Regions from separate parts of the Sus scrofa genome. Here regions 2 and 3 are each linked to region 1. The links are chromatin contacts, called in public HiChIP or PLAC-seq maps. All regions are on one chromosome and are shown on one strand. Each heading gives the region's core, a stretch centred on a gene start, on an enhancer-like site or on the middle of the called end of the contact. The rest is flanking DNA. Distances are from core to core; before and after follow the strand shown. Region 1 has its middle 230 kb from the start of PTEN. Region 2 holds the start of KLLN (killin). Region 3 overlaps RNLS (renalase).

Region 1 (3,917 bases), core at 1,070-3,569:
GGAAGGCAAAGTGCTGGCCTTAGGTTAGGAAGATGTGCTGGCTTGGGCTCTGTCCTTTCATTCCTTTGCTTTTGCTTTTTAAGACACCCAATGCAAGGTTGCCCCATGAGTCCTTTCTCAGATCTACATTCTAGAGAATGCATCTCAGGGTGCTTTGCAGGGTGGACCCCTGAGGCAGAGAAACCTTTTGGTTCTAGGAATTCAGGGGCTGAAAACATGACCAGGGTGGTATAAAGGGAGCAGCAAAGGAGGGAAGGATATGGGAGCTTTGGAAGTGACTCTTAGGATGCTTTTAGGTAGCTTCAGTGGAGTTGGAGTCAGCATGGTTGGTTTTAGGGGAAGAGAGATTTTGGGGGGGTGGGGTGATGCTGAGATGTCTTAGGATATCTAATCCTACAGAAATGTAGGATTAGATGAGCGAAGCTGGGTGGGTAAAAGTGGGCCCTTGACATCAGACCAAGGGGGAGCCTTGAATCCCAGTCTGATGTTACCAGCTGTGTGACCTTGAGCACGTGACTAGGGTCAGGTATCCAACTCATCTAGTTTGCAAAGGAGTTTTCCATTTTAGCATTGAAAGTCCCATGTCCCAGGAAACTCCACAGCCCCATGCACACTGGGCCAGTTTGCCTGGGACTGTCCTGGAAGGAAAATTGCAAGTCTCTTATCCTGGGAGCCCCCTCAGAGGTGAGCAAACCAGGATGGTTAGTGAACCCATCTGATCAACTTTTGCCTCAGTTTCCTCATCAGAAAAATAGAGATAATAGCTGTACCTTCTTCAGGGCAGGGAATGGATTAAATGAGATGGTATGTGTGAAACACGCAGCATAAAGGTTGGCATAGAAAGATATAAAACAAATATTTGTTGAGAGGATGAATTAGATCAAGCTGGCCAGGGAACCAGGTGGGTACAGAGAGGATGGGGCAAGTAAAGCAGTGTCACCATGGGATGTGGGCAGAGTCCACGGCTCTGTTTACTGAACCTGTGGATTGGGATTCTACCTGTGTTTGTAAAAGAAGGTTTGCCCAGAAAATTAGTAATGTAAACATGGGAAATGTTAGCCCATGGAAGAGGGCAAAGCTTAGCAGCAGCATGTACATTTTAATAACACTTGTGCAAATTATTAGTGAATATGTCCATTCACTAGAGGATTTCCAAGATCCTCTAAAGACTGGGCACATCTGCTTGCTGGTTCAGTTGGCATGGTGGCTGCATGTGTTCAAAAGGATTAAAACCACACTTTGTTTTAGTATTCATTCATTCATTCCATTCATTCATTGACTCAGTCAACAAATACTTACGTAGTATTTTTCATATGTTGGGCATAGTGCTAGGCTCTATGGAGGCTGCGAAGAAATATGAGAAGAAATCGGTACTCCTAGAAAACTGACCAGAAACTTATTTGATCATTACACTTACTTTCTTTAAACTTGAGTCACCATATCCTCTCCCTTATTCTTTCCCCACCCGCATCAAAGCCTTTTGACAGTGGCATAGAAGATTTTACACTCTCTTTAAAGTCCTGGGAGCCAGAAACAGAGAAATCAGAAAGTCCTCATCAGGGCATTTTGAAGAGATGGCCTGCGGACAGGAAAGATAGACTAAAAGGAGCAAGAGAGAGGAGGGGGGATCTGAGGGGGGGAAGCAGAGAAGAGGGGGCAAAGGGGGGCAGAATGGGGAGCAAGGGTTGGGAGCGGGGCAGGGGAGCAGAGGTGGGAGAAGGGGGGCAAGGCGAGAGGAGAGGGGGGAGCAGAAGGGGGAGAAGAGTGGGGAGAGAGGGGAGCGGGGGAGGGGGGAAGAGAGGAGGAAGCAGAGGGGAAAGAGAGGGGGTGCAGAGGGGAGGAGCGGGCAGAAAAGGGGGGAGCAGAGTTGAGAGAAGAGGGGGACAGAGGGGAGAGCAAAGACAGGGAGTGGAGTGTGGGGAGCAGAGAGGGGAGGATGGAGGGGAGCAGAGAGAGAGGCGGGTAGAGAGAGAGGGGGGCAGAAAGGAGGGGAGCAGAGAGGAGGGTAAGGGGGCCAAGAGCAAAAGGGGGGGCAAGTAGGAGACATTTTGAGGGAAGGGGTCTGGGGCGAGAAAGCAGAGGGAGCAGCGAGAGGGGACAGGAAGGAAGCAGGTGGGGAGGAAGGAGCCCCCAGGAGGCTTGCTAAGCTATAGGCCCCCCCCCCCCCCGCTGCCGTTGAATAAAATGTTGAAATCACACACGTAAGGGTTTTTTTTTTTTTTCTTTCTTTTTTTTTAAATCGTGGTTTTGTTTCTTTAGCCACAGCTAAGAGGAAACCAAGGTGGAGACCAGAGCGTGGGGACGAGGCCAGGCTCATGGCCCCGGCCCCGCCGTGTCCGTTGCCATCTGCCCGGGACGTGTCTCCTGCTCCTGCCTACAGCCCCTTTGTGACCCTGAAGGAGCAGGACCCCGCTCTCCCGGTGGGCCCCTGACACTGAGTCTCCCTGGGGACGAGGCCACCTCCTCCAGGAGCCAGCAGCTCCCCTGAGCTTTGCAAGCTGCCGCTTCCCCAAACTGCTTCCTCCTCAGAACCGCTCTGGTGCAACCTTGACGCCACCCTTCCTCTTCCTCCACCTGAAGAGGCAAAGCAGGGCCTGGCGAGAACACTGGCTGCTTCCTCCTTCCTTTCATTTTCTCCCAACCTCCTTCCCCCTTGCCATGTTCCTGTGGGGTACCGACATCCCCGAGGCTTTCCAAAAGCAAGAGACTCAGGCTGAAAATGCATACCACACCCCAGGCCTCGGAGTCCAAGAAGGAAGAGTTGTGTGTAAATAATCAGTTCACTTTGCCTTGGAGGATGGTCAGGCTGGAAGGGCCCTCGGAGAGCATGATTGTTAGCCAAGAGCTGCGGACCAGAAGGTTGAAACATTCCACCATCCGAGCCAAGTGGTCAGATCACTGGCTGCCTCCATCAGCAAAACGCTGAGGCCAGGCCTGGCCAGCCCCAGAATGGCTGCCAATGGGGGTGTGTCCCAGCAACCCCACCCGGGTATATCTCTTGGGTTATAGTTTTAAGAGGCAAAAACCATTGTCGACTCCTGACTTGAAACCATGCTATTGCCTATCAATTTGGGGACTTGAAAAAATTGTGTCTCATCTCTTTGAAAGATGCTAAGCTATTAAGTGCGAGAAGTCAGGCAATTTCTTTGTGAACCTGGCTTTGCTGTTTGTCTCCGACCCTTCTGAGTTCAGACCGCCTCGTTTCTGGGCCTCATTTTTTTGCTTTGCATCATTAGACTCTTAGGATGCTTTTTGGTATTACTCAACTGTCTGGATAGTCCATATTCTGAACAAATTCACATAGATGGCATCTGCCCAGTGCTTCCAGAGGCTCAGGTCTAGCTCGGAGATGATTACATTAAATTATGCTTGCATATCACATAATGGTTTGCAAGCACTTTCCCCATGCAGTATTTCGCTGAAGCCTGAAACAACTCTGCCGGATGGATATGATTCCTCCCTCTTTTTTTTTTTTTTTTTTTTTTTTTTTTTTTTTTTTTTTTTGCTTTTTAGGGCTGCACTCAGGGCACATGGAAGTTCCCAGGCTAGGGGTCGCATTGGAGCTGCAGCCGTCAGCCTACACCACAGCCACAGCAACATGGGATCTGAGCCATGTCTGTGACTTACACCACCGCTCACAGCCAGGCCGGATCCTTAACCCACTGAGTGAAGCCAGGGATCAAACCTGCAACCTCACGGTTACTAGTCGGATTCATTTCCACTGCGCCACAATGGGAAGTCTGATTCCTCTCCGTTTGTTGATGAGGAAGTAGAGAGGTGAACTGACCAACCTGCAGTGTTAGAGCTAATGGCAGGTCCAGATTACCTGACTTAAATTGTAAGCCTTTCCACCACACCTGTTGCCTGTCAATGACAGAAAAATAAAGATAATAACTAATACGGATTGAGTTTTTACG
Region 2 (3,855 bases), core at 1,090-3,589, 230 kb before region 1:
CTTCATTTTCTCTTTCCTCCTTAAGCATTTGAACATAGCTCTCAGGTTCTTATCATTCAATCTCTTGGAACACCTAGAAATCAGGAAGTTCTTATTCTTGGTGATTTATAAAATAAAGAAATCTCTAGCTTACACTAGGCTGCATGGACAGGATTTTCATTTTCTTTCTTTCTTTTTTTTGCCATGCCCACAGCATGTGGAAGTTCCCAGGCCAGGGATCGAACCCATGCCACAGCAGCTGCAGTGACAACACTGGATCCTTAACCTGGTAAGCCACGGGAACTCCAAGATTTTCATCTTTGGAAACCAATTAGAGGCCTTTCTTCTACTCTTTCTAGGCTGCTCTCTATTTCTTTTTCCATTCGTGGCCTCTTCTTCCCCTAGGCTGACCAGGACCATACACAAAACCAGTCTCCAATAATTACCAACACTGAAGATTCAGCAGGTGGCTAACTCTTGAAGCGCTGTCTTAAAAGGAGGTTGCATGTAAATTTAAAGTTTTATGGAACCTCAGAGATCTCTAAGAATAGTGTAAATATCCCTGGTTTAATTAGTAGTCCTGGAATTAGGTAATGGTCTGTGGCTTCTAAACTAGCTCTCTTGGGGTTTCTAGTCTTCAGGGGCTGCCTGCAACTGTAATGTGCTCATATACCATATTCTTTCTCTTACACTGAATAAATCCTCTTTAGACCTTCCTAGGCACCTACTCAAAATTACAGCAATACAAATGCAAACTGATTCCATTCTCTCAGATCTAAAAGACTATTAGTACCTCAACCTATCAACTTAAATACTTTTGGACTCGAATTCTACTTGAATTCTACTTCCTAGGGGATAGAAAGAAGGAATTCTAGGTTGGTATTGCTGCCCACCCTCTCCAAACGAAGGTGGACAATTCACTTTGCAGCTGGTCAATGCGCTCTGGTTGTCAGCCTTTCTGAATCAGCTCCCTCACGGGATAGGTCTATCAGTCCCAAGTAAGCAGACTTGACAAGTTTGTTCTGGGCTGAAGGCCATTGACTAGGTTCTCCGACCAGATAAGTCACTTGGCTGAGTCTACAGTAGGTGGGGCACGCTCACCAGCTCAGAGGCAGTGACAAAGTTTGTTGCAACATCGTTAAATTCACGCAGCGGGCTGCTGCCCGGAGATACCCTTTTGCCCCAAGAATACAGTACCTGAAAGTTTCGCCCTAAGGGGTAGTGTACTAGCTCCAGACCCCCAGGGTTTGAGAAGTCGCGGTGCTAGGGAATCTAGAACGCGGAGTCTCAGTTTTCCGGCCTCTAGCTTGCTCTGGGGGTAGCAGGCGAAGGGTGCGACCAGTTTGGGAAGTCTCGCTCTAAGATTTGCAAGAATCAACGGCAGCGACCAAGGCGAGGGGAGGCGGGGGCACGTGCTTGGATGTGGGTGCTTGTGTAACCAGCTCCTCAGGCTCCAGTCCCGACAGCGCTTCAGCGGGAGGCTCGTCTGAACCTGTCTTTCCACCAAGACCCAGGAGGCTCTGGGGTCCCTCTGCTTCTGAAAGGCGGGAGCCCTCTGGGCAAAAGAAGCGAAACACTTGCCTCTGGAGTTATCAAATGGGAGTGGGAATTTGGAAAGTTCCCCAACTAGGATCACACGTGACCTCCCCCTGAAAGTAGTTCCGACTGTGGCCCGTATATCCCTCCACCTCTTTTTGAACCCTCCTCGGTCTCCTCGGCTCCGCCCACTCGCCGGGGCTGCAGCTTCCTACCGTCGCGTACTTCACTCTCCGGCCCAGCAACCCGAGTCTCCGCCCGGGTGGTGGAGCGCGGAACCGGGCCCCGGGGCGATCCAGCCAGCCAGGTTTTCACAGCGGCCCAAAAGGGGGCGGGGCGAGGAGTCTTTGGCTCAGTTCGACGCGGTGAACCCTACTGGAACCCCGAGGGGAGAGATGCTCTCTGCTCTCCAGGGGGCTGGGGTGCATCCCAGCGTCGGGTATCAGCTTTCATTTCACCTGGACATTTGTCCTTTGGGATCTAGAAATTCAGGGGCGATGTGTTCATATTCAGCACGCTCTGCTGGACCTTTCAATTTTAGGGCAAATGAACCAGGTTGCCGGGGAAGCGGGAGGTGGGGCGATGCAAGGGAGCCGGATGAGGTGATACACACTAGAGACACAATAGGGGATTCTTTGTATTAAGACTGACACCTTGAGGACACGGGTGGGGGTGGGGGATAGGTGGATTTTTTGGCAGAGGCTGCTGCAGTCAAATCCCTGCGAACGATTGTGATCCGACAGCGGTGCAAAAGGACGGGGGGTTGCAGGCCGTGCCAGGGAAATCTGGGGGCAAGGGGAGAGGTGTCCTCGCTGTAGGGACCATCCTTGCGCTTCCCGGTACACTACCAGCGCAGTCACCTGGTCTTTCCCACCTGTGCACAGGTAACCTCAGACTCGCGTCAGTGACACTGCTCAAAGAACCTGCCTCAGCCTTCACCTTAACCCCCCTGTCTCGCTCGCAACAGCCTATTCTGCCTCGGGTTGCGTTGCTGGGCACAGGCTATGGTTCAGCTCGTCCCCCCACCCTGCGTTGCTGCAGAAGCAGCCGCAGCAAGTGCAGCTTCAGGAGGGGGCCTCGGAACAAGCCCGAGCGAGCCCCGGGCAGTCATACTGGGCATGCTCAGTGGCGCCAGCAGGTTGGGGACTCGGCGCTCGCACCAGAGCTGCCGCTTCTGCCCCCTCCCTAAAACCCCAGCCCTGCCCTGCGCGTCTCTCCCCTGGCGCGGTCCGGCCCGCCTCCCGCCTCCCGCCTCCCCTCGGGCTCCCAGGCGCCCCTGCCCCTAGCGCGGCGGCGGAGGGGGCGGGCAGGCTGGCGGGCGGTGATGTGGCGGGACTCTTTGTGCACTGCGGCAGGATACCCGTTCGGAGCCGGGACGCGGCTGCGCTCAGTTCTCTCCTCTCGGAAGCTGCAGCCATGATGGAAGTTTGAGAGTTGGGCCGCTGTGAGGCGAGACCGGGCTCAGGCGAAGGAGATGAGAGACGGCGGCGGCCGCGGCCCAGAGCCCCTCTCAACGCCTGTGAGCAGCCGCGGGGGCAGCGCCCTCGGGGAGCCGGCCGGCCGGCGGCGGCGGCAGCGGCGGCGTTTCTCGCCTCCTCTTCGTCCTCTTTTCTAACCGTGCAGCCTCTTCCTCGGCTTCTTCTGAAAGGGACGGTGGAAGCCGTGGGCTCGGGCGGGAGCCGGCTGAGGAGCGGCGGCGGCACCTCCCGCTCCTGGAGCGGGGGGGAGAAGCGGCGGCGGCGGCGGCGGCGGCGGCTGCAGCTCCGGGGAGGGGGTCGGAGTCGCCTGTCATCATTTCCAGGGCTGGGAACGCCGGAGAGTTGGTCTCTCCCCTCTTACTGCCTCCAACACGGCGGCGGCGGCGGCGGCACATCCAGGGACCCGGGCCGGTTTTAAACCTCCCCTCCGCCGCCGCCGCACCCCCCCTGGCCCGGGCTCCAGAGGCCGCCGGAGGAGGCAGCCTTTCCGAGGATTATTCGTCTTCTCCCCATTCCGCTGCCGCCGCTGCCAGATCTCTGGCTGCTGAGGAGAAGCAGGCCCAGTCGCTGCAACCATCCAGCAGCCGCCGCAGCAGCCATTACCCGGCTGCGGTCCAGAGCCAAGCGGCAGCAGAGCGAGGGGCATCAGCTACCGCCAAGTCCAGAGCCATTTCCATCCTGCAGAAGAAGCCCCGCCACCAGCAGCTTCTGCCATCTCTCTCCTCCTTTTTCTTCAGCCACAGACTCCCAGACATGACAGCCATCATCAAAGAGATCGTTAGCAGAAACAAAAGGAGATATCAAGAGGATGGATTCGACTTAGACTTGACCTGTATCCATTTCTGTGGCTGCTGCTCCTCTT
Region 3 (3,898 bases), core at 202-2,701, 260 kb after region 1:
AGAAATGGGCTGGAGGTCCAATAACAGGAAAAAAATCAATAAAATAGTTTATTATTTAGAAGGATTTGATGGAGAATAATTCCCAGTTCAGCTAGCAATTAGAGCTTTTCACTTCTTAAAGAATCTGTGCTATTGGTAGAGGTTTGTTAAGGAAAAAAACCCTAATGTTATGTATATGCAGAAATTAAACACTACATTTAAATATGACTAATGCAGATATACTTAAGTGTTTGAGAAAGCCAGTTGGGGTCATACTCACTTGGCTTATCCTAAGCTTTGCTACTTGTTAGTTGTGTGACGTTGCGACTCAACCTCTCTGATCATCCGTATCCTCTTTTGTAAAATGTAGATTATGGGTAGTTTACCAGTCAGGAATGAGGTGAGGAATTGGGAAAAATAAAGCAAACAAAATAAAACAAAAATGTGCATCAAAAGTACCTAATACAAGGCTTGGCATAAGAATGAGCTCAGTAAATGCTAGTTCATTTTCCTTAGCCTTTCTAAATTGATCTACAGCTTAAAAACATAGCAAAACTAAACAACAAAACCAATCAAAGTGAAAAAAACTCCAAACAAACAAGAGCCATCTTATTGATTGGGTATTGGAGGATAGGGAGACTACTGAGAAACAAAAAACAAAGACAAAAACAAAATAAAATGAAAGGACTTTACTAGAGCTGCCAGATAAAATACAGGACATCCAGATAAATTTGAATTTCGGGTAAATACTTTTTTTTTTAGTGTAGGTATATCCCAAATATTGCATGGGACATACTTATGCTCAATAAATTATTGTTTATCTGAAATTCAAATGTAACTGGGTGCCAGGTATTTTTTTTTATTACATCAGGCACCCTAGACATGACAGAATATAGTAAGAAACCTCATGCCCTGCACAGCCAACAACCCTCAGAATTCAAAAGAGCTGACTGTATTTCCAACTCTAACTGCAAAGGCTTCCAAGAGAAAGGCTGACCCCATCCACCATGTCTTTGCCAAGTGAAGAGCCCAGACAGGAACCACCATGTGAGTGATTCTGCCTCCTCTGCACCCAGTGTGGGAGCCTGGTGCAGAAGCAGCAGGAAAACTGTGGCACCCGGCCCATTGTCCCTTTGAGTCCCTCTGCCCCAGGCTTTCCTTCGGGTGGGGCCCTGCGGTCACAGTGTGGTGACTCTTTGTCTCAGCACCCCTGCCACGCCCTGCTTAGTCCACCTGGAGGTGGGGGTGGGGTGAGTGAGAGAGAAAACAGGTTGGAGGAGAAAAGAAAAGCCTTATCAATTTTATATTTTTCTTAGCAGGGTTGTGCTCTGCTGTTCTGGTCTGCAAAACTTTAATTATTACTTTGATGCAGGGTGGCTGCAGATTGTCATTGCTAGGCCTGATTTAATAGCCTGCTTGCACAAAGTCCGATAGAGATTGCTTTTGTTGCACTTTCGAACAGCTCGTGACGGTGGCTCTTTTACGTTGAGGAGGAAACTCTGTGGTTAAACTGTAGCCTAGGTATTTTTAGAGCCGTTACCATGTTAACCGAATTTCGTACATTTCACCTGCAGGATATGCAGTAGTGCTTAGGGCCTTCCCTAAACTCTAACCAAAAAATATATGATTTAACAGTTGTTAATACTGTGTTTAGGACCAACTACATGGTATCAGAACATCTATTCACCAAATACGTGGGCTGCCTAAGAATTCCTTTTTGGCCTAAGAATTCCTTTTTGGATGGGTGGTACTGTGCCATTAGGGAGTGTGTTTTTCCCTGGTACAGAATGATTTGAAGGAACCTAACCAAAAGGCTAAAACTGGTTAGTTCTAAAGGTCAGAGCCTGAAGGCAGTGACCCATTTGTTAATCATTAAGCTTTTCTAAGCCATCTCTGACAGAATTCTGGCTTTCTGCCATTTCTCTGGTCATTTTAAGCTGCAAATTCTTGTACTGTTTCAGTTTTTAAGTAGGTAGCAAAGGTTATGAGAAAGACATCAGTTCTTAGTTATTTTTCCTTATCAAACGTCTTTAGGGTTTTGGAAAGCAGAGCTGTTCTGTGTTAAGGGAATCTTTTTAAACATTCCAGCTCTATAGCATTTAAAGATGGACCAGTGGGTCTTCTAAACAGGGAGGGTTTCTAGCTATTATTCCCATGTTAATTAGTTTCCAAAGATAAACAGGAAGTGAGTGAGAGGACACCCACTTAGCCATTAGGTATTAGTTCCCAAATCACTGCTATCCTTAGTGGTTATTTTCAAAAATCCCAGCACTGAAAGTCAAAGAAACAGGAGCAATGTGTTTACCATCTTCTGTCATCAATTAAAAACTGGAAGAGCTCTAAAATATTCTGAATGTTATTTTGTGAAGCCCAATGAGGCTCAAGTGATAGGATGTTTTATTCCCAAATTTAATACCAGTTTATGTTCTGGTCTATCTGAATTAAGGTCGATTTGTACACCAAAAAAAACCCAAAACAAAACAAAAAACAAAACTCCCATAAAAAAAATTAAATTGTATGTAGCCAAGGGATATTAAGCTGCTGAAATACTTGCTATGATATTGAACACGGAATAGTTGTTCTCTATTTCTCAAGGGAAAAAACACTGTCAAACCTTGCTTATCCATAACCCAAACTTCCGGAAGGCTTAAGTATTTGGAATTGCTCCAAACCCTGAATGAGGAGTGGAGAGAGGGATGCAGAGGAAGGACAGGAAGGAGGAGGGGGAGAAGGGGGGAGTGGGGGAGGGAGAGAAGGAGAAGGAGAGAGAATGAGAGAGGAGAGAGAGAGAGAATGAGAACTACCAGAAAGCAAGCAAGTCAGCTTTTAGAAGTAGACCTGAAGCCCTAGCAACACTGAAAAGAGACCTGGAGGTTACATCTGATTGGCTTACCAGCCAGAAGGAATGGTGAGCTCTGATTGGCTGGTGATGATGTCTCCAAATAACCAGCTTTTTCAGGAAAGCAAATTTATGTGGCAGAAGGGACTAGAGACCGAAGAAGCAGGCAAGAAGGAAAGGGAGAGAATAGGACAAACTGAACGGCAGATTATTTGTAGCAGAGGTGATGTCTGATATTAAAATGAGAAAATGAATAACAACACCTATTTATGGAACTGCTTACACTTTACAAAGTGCTTTTACATGTAATCATTGATATTTTCAAAGACCAGCAGGGCTCCCAGAAATTAAATAGCATGCTCCAGGTCACTCAGCTACTAAGAAAAATAGCAGAGATTTTCTGGCCACAAATCCAATACTTCTAATGCCACACAGGTGTTGGGGAAATGATTTGAAGTTGTCCTGCAGGACAGACAGTAGTAGATGCTCTGAACGCAGAAAAGAGAATCAGAAACTACATCAGCCTATAGTTTAGTGGGAAGGGCAAATAGAGGTGTGTGTGTGGCTCTCTGCCTTTCATGACCTCAGACCTCGAAAACACAGACATAGGGAATGTGGGTGTTTGGAAGAGGAGATAGTAGTGGTACAGGTGAGAGCTCAGAGGGCAGTTCTGAATCCATTTCAATGAAGTATATCACTGACTTCTTACACTTGTCATGTAGAAGTCGGGTACCTAACTATTTCCACCTCTTTCTTTGAAAGCCATTCCTGGAGTTTCCACTGTGGCTCAGCAGGTTAAGAAACTAACCTTGTGTCCCTGAGGATGCAAGTTCAATTCCTGGCCTTGCCCAGTGGGTTAAGGATCTGACATTGCGGCTCAGATCTTGCATTACTATGGCTGTGGTATAAGCTGGCTGTTGCAGCTCTGATTGGACCCCTAACCTTGGAATTTCCATATGCAGCACATAGAGTCCTAAAAAAGACAAAAAAACAAAACCCAAGAACAACAACAAAGAAGAAATTCATTCTTTTTTCAGACCTAGTTAATAGCATCAACATTCACCAATTTCTCAAGCTAAA

Evidence for each region. HiChIP or PLAC-seq counts read pairs in DNA pulled down with a chosen protein or histone mark.
Region 2: an H3K27ac HiChIP or PLAC-seq map of skeletal muscle shows a contact between it and region 1, with 7 times the contacts expected there. The contact joins the promoter of KLLN here to the enhancer-like site in region 1. A contact is called at or near these places in 4 of 5 promoter capture datasets (fetal liver, fetal skeletal muscle and liver), 26 of 47 Hi-C or Micro-C datasets (adipocytes, adipose tissue, alveolar macrophages and 16 more) and 2 of 2 datasets of contacts at active chromatin or transcription factors (alveolar macrophages and skeletal muscle).
Region 3: a contact with region 1 is called in an H3K27ac HiChIP or PLAC-seq map of skeletal muscle, with 9 times the contacts expected there. The contact joins two enhancer-like sites. A contact is called at or near these places in 1 of 5 promoter capture datasets (liver), 11 of 47 Hi-C or Micro-C datasets (alveolar macrophages, embryonic fibroblasts, epiblast stem cells and 6 more) and 2 of 2 datasets of contacts at active chromatin or transcription factors (alveolar macrophages and skeletal muscle).

What each region holds. Positions count from the first base shown.
Region 1 is chr14:100,154,357-100,158,273 of Sscrofa11.1, forward strand. No RefSeq gene overlaps it. Among named protein-coding and RNA genes, the nearest start is that of PTEN, 230 kb to the left of the region's middle. Within about 2 kb of position 2,320, at least 22 of the 83 cell types and tissues checked have an H3K27ac peak or open chromatin away from gene starts, as enhancers often do. A contact at or near this core is called in adipose tissue, fetal liver, liver and 4 more, where this site is marked.
Region 2 is chr14:99,926,548-99,930,402 of Sscrofa11.1, forward strand. KLLN (killin) reads right to left here and starts at 2,340. Exons shown (of 3, transcript XM_021073704.1): 1 at 2,257-2,340; 2 at 1,699-1,887; 3 at 1-1,696. The coding sequence starts at 2,340. The coding sequence ends at 1,124. PTEN (phosphatase and tensin homolog) reads left to right here and starts at 3,509. Exons shown (of 9, transcript NM_001143696.1): 1 at 3,509-3,825. The coding sequence starts at 3,747.
Region 3 is chr14:100,410,765-100,414,662 of Sscrofa11.1, forward strand. All of the region lies in intron 4 of RNLS (renalase), which reads right to left. Among named protein-coding and RNA genes, the nearest start is that of RNLS, 190 kb to the right of the region's middle. Within about 2 kb of position 1,452, at least 43 of the 83 cell types and tissues checked have an H3K27ac peak or open chromatin away from gene starts, as enhancers often do. A contact at or near this core is called in fetal liver, liver, omental adipose tissue and 1 more, where this site is marked.